Regions from separate parts of the Drosophila melanogaster genome. Here region 2 is linked to region 1. The links are chromatin contacts, called in public targeted proximity ligation maps. All regions are on one chromosome and are shown on one strand. The core of a region is the stretch at or near the end of the contact, and the rest is flanking DNA. Distances in the headings are between cores, read along the strand shown. Region 1 overlaps lncRNA:CR46006 (long non-coding RNA:CR46006). Region 2 has its middle 7.6 kb from the start of mir-276a.

Region 1 (3,897 bases), core at 1,121-3,620:
GAGACCGAGCGAGCGGCTGGCCACTTGACCACTTGGGCTACTGCACGCGCTTCGGCAAACAAATCATGTTTTCAAAACAGGGGATGAGCAGTTGGGGATTTCGAGGGAGCCATCGAGCCAACTGCATGTCAAAGTTTTTCGTTGGATCTATGTGGCAGTGACAGTGTGTGTGAGCCAAACTTTCTATAAATATGGACATGACTTTGGATAGTTTCAGCTGGCAATATCAGCGTCATAGTGCACTGGAGGCGAAAAAATAGAATGGTGGCTGCACATGAATTTGCAAGGGCTTAAATATCATCAATAAATAGATGTTTCAAAAAAGTATTACTGACTTTAATAATATGTTATATAGTTTTTTGATCAGTATTTTGTTTCACGATAACAATTTCCCTCAAAAAACCTATCTTATTTAATTTCGATTTGTTAGGATGAAAAATATATATTTTTCCCGATTTCCTTCGATCTTTTTTAATGGAACAGTGTAGCTTTTCGCCAAGTGTGGCCATCATCATTATCAACATCATGGACACATCGGCATGATTGCGGTCGTTAAAGCCACCTGCTGTCTGGTATGTTGCGTCTAGCTGCCGTATTTTGGCCTTTAACCTTTTCGTCTTTCGTCTCGTTTTAATTTTCTTTTTTTTTTTTTTTTTTTTTGTTTTTGGCCAGGCCAATAGCTCAGGCTTGTAGCGTTTAATGCTCGCTGAGCTGGCCATCTGCATATTGACCAGCACACCAGGCTGGGAGTTTTGGGCTTGGGGTCGGGCCGGGCCTGGCCGGGCCAAAAAGCCGATGCGCTGAGCAGACTGTTGTTAACAAGCTTGTTAATAAATTACCAACAAAATAGCCATAAAATGTGCCAGGCATAAATCATGGCGCGCAATCTGTTCCTCCGCATACATAAATAAATAATAGCAAGTGTGGACACAGCAACGAGACAACGCGACAACCCGACCAGGCAAAATTAGCGACAAGAAATACTATATATATATATATAAATTCGAAATTGAAATTGATAGCGAGAATCAACAAAGACCAGCGCAACAGCAAAAACAAAAGGCACAAAAAAAATACAAGAAATCTAAGCGTAGCATACAGAAATTATGAAAACTAAATAAATTCAAATGAATCAAATCGAATGGGTTAAAGCTACAGAGCGGCAGCTGCATAAATCAACTCAATTAGCGAGGTATTATAAGTTGATCACAGATTCGAAAATAAATGGTAGCCAGAAGTCACAAGGAGTTGTCTCACCATTTGTGAATTGGCAAGAAATTTATTTGAATGAGTGCAAAATGTGCAAAAAGAAAAAAGCTTAAAGATTTCGTTTTATACAATTTTATGTTAATAGGTATTGTTTTTTTTTCGTAGCAATGCAAATGCAAATTTGGTACACCGTTGTCTATTTAAAACACAAATGAGTTCTTAAAAGAAACTTTTAAGTATAGATCAATTTCACGAGTTCCCCATTAGCCCTGTAAATTAAATGAAACTTATCGTTATAGTTGAATTAAACTAAAGAAGTGTATACTTCGGCCAGGTGATAAAACATCGAATGCATACGTTAAGAAAAACCCCAGAAGGCATATAATACCATCATTATTGTGTGGTGCTTTGGGTTTTTTTGGCTCAATTTTATGGTTACGGCTCATTTCGTGTCATAAAAAAAGCATTTTCAACACATTTTTTAACGACAAGTGCCGGGCAACAGCAACAATGGTGAATGTGGCCAACATTTGCAGCTTTTTGTGGCCCAAAGGCGTTGGCGTTTGCCATGGCAACTGCAGCTATAAAGAGCGGTACATAATGAACAAATTATAATAATGATATGGGGGGGGGGGTATACACATATGTCACATATGTACATATGTCCAAGCGCGATCCCCGGCAATTCAAATGTCACACAGTCAACGCTTTTATTATGCTGGCATCTATCTCATGCTTATAGTATATTATTATTATTGGGTATATCTGATTTGGCTAGTTGGCTGTGCTTAAATTAGTGGAAATCGCTTTGAATTTATAATGCGCGATGTGAGGCAACCGAGACATACACAAAACAGACGCCATGTCATGTCAGATCATTAAGAAAATATGGTCAAAAATGTTTCAATTAAAATCAGAGGAGGAGAAACAAAAAAAAAAAATAAACATAAAACAACAAAAACGAAACGAGCAGCCGAACTCAAACTGAAAAGAAACTCACAGCTCAGAAATTGTAGGCGGACAAGTTTTGTTTCTATTTCATTTATATATATATATATATTTTTTTTTACTTTTCGGTTTTGCTATAAATTGTGTAGGCTACTTTACTGTCAAGTCATTAACAGCAACAACAATAGCGATCGCACGGCGGCAAGTGAATCATTAGGAACAAAAGCCAAGGGTATACACTACAGAGAATGAGAATTTCTGAATAGCTTTTTGTGGGTTTTTATAGCCTCAGATCCCGCCTTCTTTCCGTATTGATCTGTTTGGAAATTTGTTCCACGACTTTCTATCATAAACATTTTCCATTTCGCATATTTTTATAGCGTGTCATTAATTAGTTGACTTAAATATAATATATATACATATGTATACCTACACTTGCAAAGAGCTTTCAGCTAATTTGAATATCATGTATTTTAATTAATGTGATCTTTTATTGCATTTTGGGTTTGGTCATCAGTATGGTGTTTAAACGGAGCATTCTGACTCCAGAATTTTCTATTTCGTAAGTTGAGATATATTTTTAGTAAAATCACCTTCAAATGTAGTTATAACCACCCATAAAATCGATCTGAAAACCCACTTGAAAAACTCTTAAAATACCTTTAAGCTCGGCTATCATTAGTCGCGGTAAAAGTTGCGTTGGCTTTACTCTGTTCAAGGTTATTTCTGTAATTGACTTATCAACCCACTCGCTTTATATGTATATATTTGTTTTTTTTTTTTTACTTGAACTAGCTGGCTAGCGATTTTATAAGCGCTGTTCAAACCGCTTAAGTCAAAGCTGATAACTATTTTATTAAGCTTATTTTGCACATGCTTTCAAACCGCTGCTAAAACCGCCAAAAAGTCTGATCATTGCGCTCCCAAAAATTTTTTGTTTGACTTTTATTTTTTTGTTCTTTTAGTTTTTTTTTTTTTTTTTTTGGTTTTTTGGCTCGTCATGCCCCAATGGCTTGTGTCGGGGCATCCGACACCCACAACGATGCCGGCTGGCCATAATGGAAAAATAAATCTTCGATATTGTTGGCACAGTAACAACGCGGCAGAAGTTAAGAGCCGTGTATCTACCAAAAAGCCAAAGCAACAAAGCTGGCTGAGAACTGAGTTTGAAAAGGCGTTAGATTCGTTGCGGGCGCGCGCGTTCGTCGCTTTTTTTCCCTCATCTCCCTTTTTATTTTTTTTCCCCCGTTTTTTTTTTCTTCACTTGCTCACATCAAAGCCTGAAAAGCCGCTAAGCAAAATGCCCACACTTGGCCAACAGCACAACATAACAAATGCCTAATTGTCTTGGCGGCACTCGTAAAACCTACAAAATTATTACGGCTACAAGAGAAGACGGTGAAAAAAAAAAAAACTAAAGAGCTGAAGAATACAAAAATTCTGTAAAAAAAAAATACAGCACAAAAGTACACAACATAACAGAGGAAAACGCGCCACTTCACATGTTCTGACCAGGCCGAAAGCCGCCGCTCAGAAAAAAAGTGACAAAAGTGCCAAAGGGTAAACTAATGATAGTTTAATTTACTCCCATTGCGATGAAGTGTAACGACTCTCAAAACTCAATTAGGCCTAGGCCATTCACTCGATCTCTATTTTGCGATTAACGTATACCAGAGGTCAATGAAATAGTGTCAGTAGAGGAGGATTTTGTATGCCAACAGGCTTAGAAATGGAGTAAAA
Region 2 (4,216 bases), core at 1,124-3,623, 33 kb before region 1:
TAACTACAAAATATTTTAATAAGCAACTTCATTTAAAGTTCTCAATTTTTCTTTAAATGTGATATAACTATTTTTAGCTACACATTACTCATCCGTCTAAATTTCCTTTTCAAATGCGTGTTTTTTTAATTTTTTCTTATTTTGTGTGTCAAATAATTTGAACCTGACCTTGATGATTTCAGCGTCTCATTTGTAGTTAGCTTGTAAAATGGTCTATTAAATACACATTATGAACCCATACCAGCATGTCGAGCTGATATTTTTTTTTGCGGGGGCTGCCCGAAAAGTTTGCCAAAAGTAGCCAAGGCGAATGCCTTGAACTCGGCAAACTAACCAAAAAAGAAGCTCGACTCGGCAAAAAAAAAAAAGAAAAATAGAGTGACTAATTTTTGGGTTAATGATTGATGGCAGTTGATCTCAGCTGGTTTTGATCAAACTTTTGCGAGCTTTTTTCAACGTTTTTATTAGTTACGCAAAGATCTAGTCCGCGTAAACTTTTTTTTTCTGCGATTCTGTGCGATCATGTCAAGGTATCTCATCCTCATTATGCACACACACCGCCATAAATCATAATTGTTGGAATCTTAAATAGTTGTCAGTTAGCTGGCAGCGTCATAATTTATAATCAATTTGCCTTTCAAAAATATATACATACTTACGTATAAGGTTCAACAAAAGCTGCAAATATAACTCTCTTGTCGCCGCTGCATATGTGTGAATAAATATATGTATTTATTAAATTTTATTTTCATTTTATTTCGCATAGATCGCTTATAAATGTATTTTTTTTCCGCTGTCTTTATAGACATTCAATGAATAATGTTTTCGTTTGTTGGCGAATTCATTTCGCTGCTATGTGTTTTTTTTTTTTTTTTGTTTTTTGCCTGTTGCCATTTTGTTTGTTGTTTTCCATAGCTATATTTCTTGGCTGCTAAACTTTGTTGAATTGCTCATTTTGTTGACATGTTGTTTCCAAGCGCCTTGGTGAAGTGATTTAGTGCGTTCATATGCCAAATCTTCCGGTTATATGTATATTGCTAGGTGAAACGAAATAGCAAACGAGGTTGGAACCAATAAATGATACTTGGATTTTATTGTTTTTGTGGGAATCACACAATTATTTTATTTGTCTTCGATTGGTTTCTATGGTTAGTGTTCTACCTAATTGAAATACCAGTTATTTTACTTAATATTATTTTTTATTGTACTATATTTTTATTGTAATACAGTTTTATAGACAATCCTTGGCACTCTTACTCACTAAAATAATACACTATCAATCGAAGATCATTAAACCCGAATTGTTCTTCCCCTTATTACCAATTTTTCTCTTTATCTTGACTGTTATTAGGGTGCTGACGACACAGTGCCTGCCAAAATTAGCCAACGCCAGTCATAAATTAGCCAAATGAACAGGAAAAAAATACAGTTTGTTAGCCACAAGCAGCAAATTAATGAAGCTCCAGCAACAACACTGAAGACTTTCGTATCTGCCATTAATTTCTTTTTGTGAAATATCTTTTTTAGCAGGGAAATGAAATGTCTTTATATCAAAAGTCAAGTGTTATCTGATTGAACAATTAATTAGTATGGATTTTTCGTGTTTGCTTACTCACTGCCTACTTAGTCACATTTATGGCTTGCGTTGTTTTATTTTGGCAAACATTTTAGCATAGATAAGGATCTGCCGGCAAAAGCTTAAAATTAATTCAACGTTTAAAATGAAATCGTGAATATTTTTTATGACAATTCGTTTTTAGGGTGTGATGATGTGCGACAGCCGTTCTATGTCATCAACAGAACTTTTCCAGACGCACGTGTCTTGTGCCAAATAAACTAACTAACAAAATATACAACTAAAAAACAACGAAATCGAAAACGCAAAAACTGGAAACATTAAAGCATTGAAATATTTGTGTATAACCGTTTCCTCGATTCCGCTAAGTGGTCCGGCAACTTGTCAGCGTGATAACAAATTCAATAAAATCAAATTAAATACTCAACAAAAATGCTAATCACCGACTAGAGATTCACCCCGCCTCCTTCATTCGAAAAGGAGAAATTGCCTAGGTGATATAGGTGTTTTTCTACCTCCTTTGAGTGGTAAAAAAATATGGTAAATTAAAAACATGCGGAGGAATAAACAACAAACTTGGTAGTAGGCGCAAGGTAAAATGAAGAAAAAACACCTAAATTTAGTTAGGTGTGGCATTTCAAATGGTTCGACGCCTCTCAAAGTGACGCGTAGCCAGGTTGTTCCTGTACTTTTTTTTTCTTTTTTATAAATATATGTATATATACTTATTTTTTTAGTTGTCGATTTCGTTGCTGCTTGGCTGATTTCCCCTTAAGGTCTGCGACGCAGACTCAGACTTCGACTTAAGGAAGACTTGGATTATGAACGACTGAAATATGCAAATTTATCTACAAAGTCTCCACACACGAACATCCACATCCACATAATTCTATATATACATACATATATATAAATTTATACAGCATTTTGTTGCTGCTATATTTTTCACTCATATATTTTTCTTAAATTTGCATAAAAAGGGTTTGAGTAGCTAAACGAACAGCAACAGGCAACGACAACAACTATAGAGTGTGAGATTGGGATGACGGTGTCGATGACCAAGTCTCTGTCATGGGGTCACCATTAACTTATCTCTATAAAAAAAAACATACTGGGAATAAAATAATCGAATGAAAGTATTAATTATATATGGAAAACTTAATTATACAGCAACCAAAGGAGATAAGAGATGTATGTGCTTAAAATGTGATTAATGATTTTAGTTTCAGCTAAGTTAAATCACAATATTTCGCATTATAAATATATTCCTTTTTGCAATTTGCTGCCATTGAATATAATAATATAAAATGATCTTATTTATGTGTCTAGCTGTTCTTCACTTGAGTAACTCTGCATTTAAAAAAATATGTCTTCACTTATAATGAGTTTACTTATATGGTTACATTTAAAACGTAATCTGTTGGAAATTGAAAATAATTAGAATAGCGTGTAGTGTAAGTCTAATCAACTTCAAAAGTGGTTTCCTTTCGCGCCATTCGATATCTTTGCATTTAACTAATCCCGCCGGTCACTGAATTACATATCTAATTTATGCAAATGCCATTATGGATATATGCCTTATAGATTGCAGATTATGGCGATCGTTTACTTATCTAAATGGCATTTGACAAGATGCAGGAGCGGCATCCATTTGCTGACGCAGATATCATGTTCATAGTATATTTTATTTCGATGGCAATGATGATGGGAAATCTTGCGGGAAAAGAGGGTCTAAAGCTATGTACACCTGTTGCCGCCAGCCAGTGCGTTTGATGTAGGAAGCAGAAATTTACTTCCTGGTTTGGTCGTCGTCGTTCGTTCTTCTGGGTTCATTGGCATTTGAGCATTTGAGTCACATGTGGCTCACGTCCTGTGTCCTGTGCATCCGCACCTTCCTTTCAGAACCACCGGTTCCATCGGTTCCTCAACTAAGCCTGTCATCTGGGCTCTTTATTTCATTTTATTTTTTAGCCGAAGCCAAAGACAAAAGACGTTTGAGGTTGATGACACCCAGTGGCGGCTAAAAAAACAGCGAAGCCCATAGAGGTTGGCTTTTACAGTTGCTTGAACTAGTTCTGCCTCCCTCTTGCGCCGCTCCCTCTCACTCCCTCCCAGTGCGATAAAGGCACGTGGCCAGAACCAACAGAAGTTTAAAAAAAAAGGGGCGCAACTTTTTCGGCCAACTGCGTGGATTGCATAAGAGCCACTGGACCTTGCACACTCAGAAAAAAAAGAACAACTGATACACCTTCCTAATTTAAAACAAATCCTCGATTTGTTAAATATCAAATGAAAGAAAAAATAAAATATAAATATAGCAATAAAGGCATGGCTATAAAATATTCTGAAGTATCAATTAAAAAGGTGTTTTAAGCCTGATTTAAAAATGAAATAAGAAATGATTAAAACTCCTTAAATTTAAGTGTAAGCCTGGAAGCTTGCCAGATTCTCTCTGTTGTCGGCCGTTTTGTTGGCAAATCATAAAAATATTTATGTAAATTAATCATTTAAACACAATGGGATGGACCCGACTGGCTGCTGCTTGTACATGCTCCACACGCGCTCACTTTGCTAAAATTCATCGGCTACACTGAGCAACAAAATACAAATTATGGCCAGCAAGGGGATTAGCATAAATTG

What was found.
Region 2: a contact with region 1 is called in a targeted proximity ligation map of the Kc167 cell line, with 3 times the contacts expected there. A contact is called at or near these places in 52 of 107 Hi-C or Micro-C datasets (the Clone 8 cell line, the Kc167 cell line, the ML-DmBG3-c2 cell line and 19 more) and 1 of 7 datasets of targeted methods (the Kc167 cell line).

Annotation. Positions count from the first base shown.
Region 1 is chr3L:10,337,859-10,341,755 of dm6, reverse strand. The region is part of intron 1 of lncRNA:CR46006 (long non-coding RNA:CR46006); the gene reads right to left. Among named protein-coding and RNA genes, the nearest start is that of lncRNA:CR46006, 16 kb to the right of the region's middle.
Region 2 is chr3L:10,370,693-10,374,908 of dm6, reverse strand. No RefSeq gene overlaps it. Among named protein-coding and RNA genes, the nearest start is that of mir-276a, 7.6 kb to the right of the region's middle.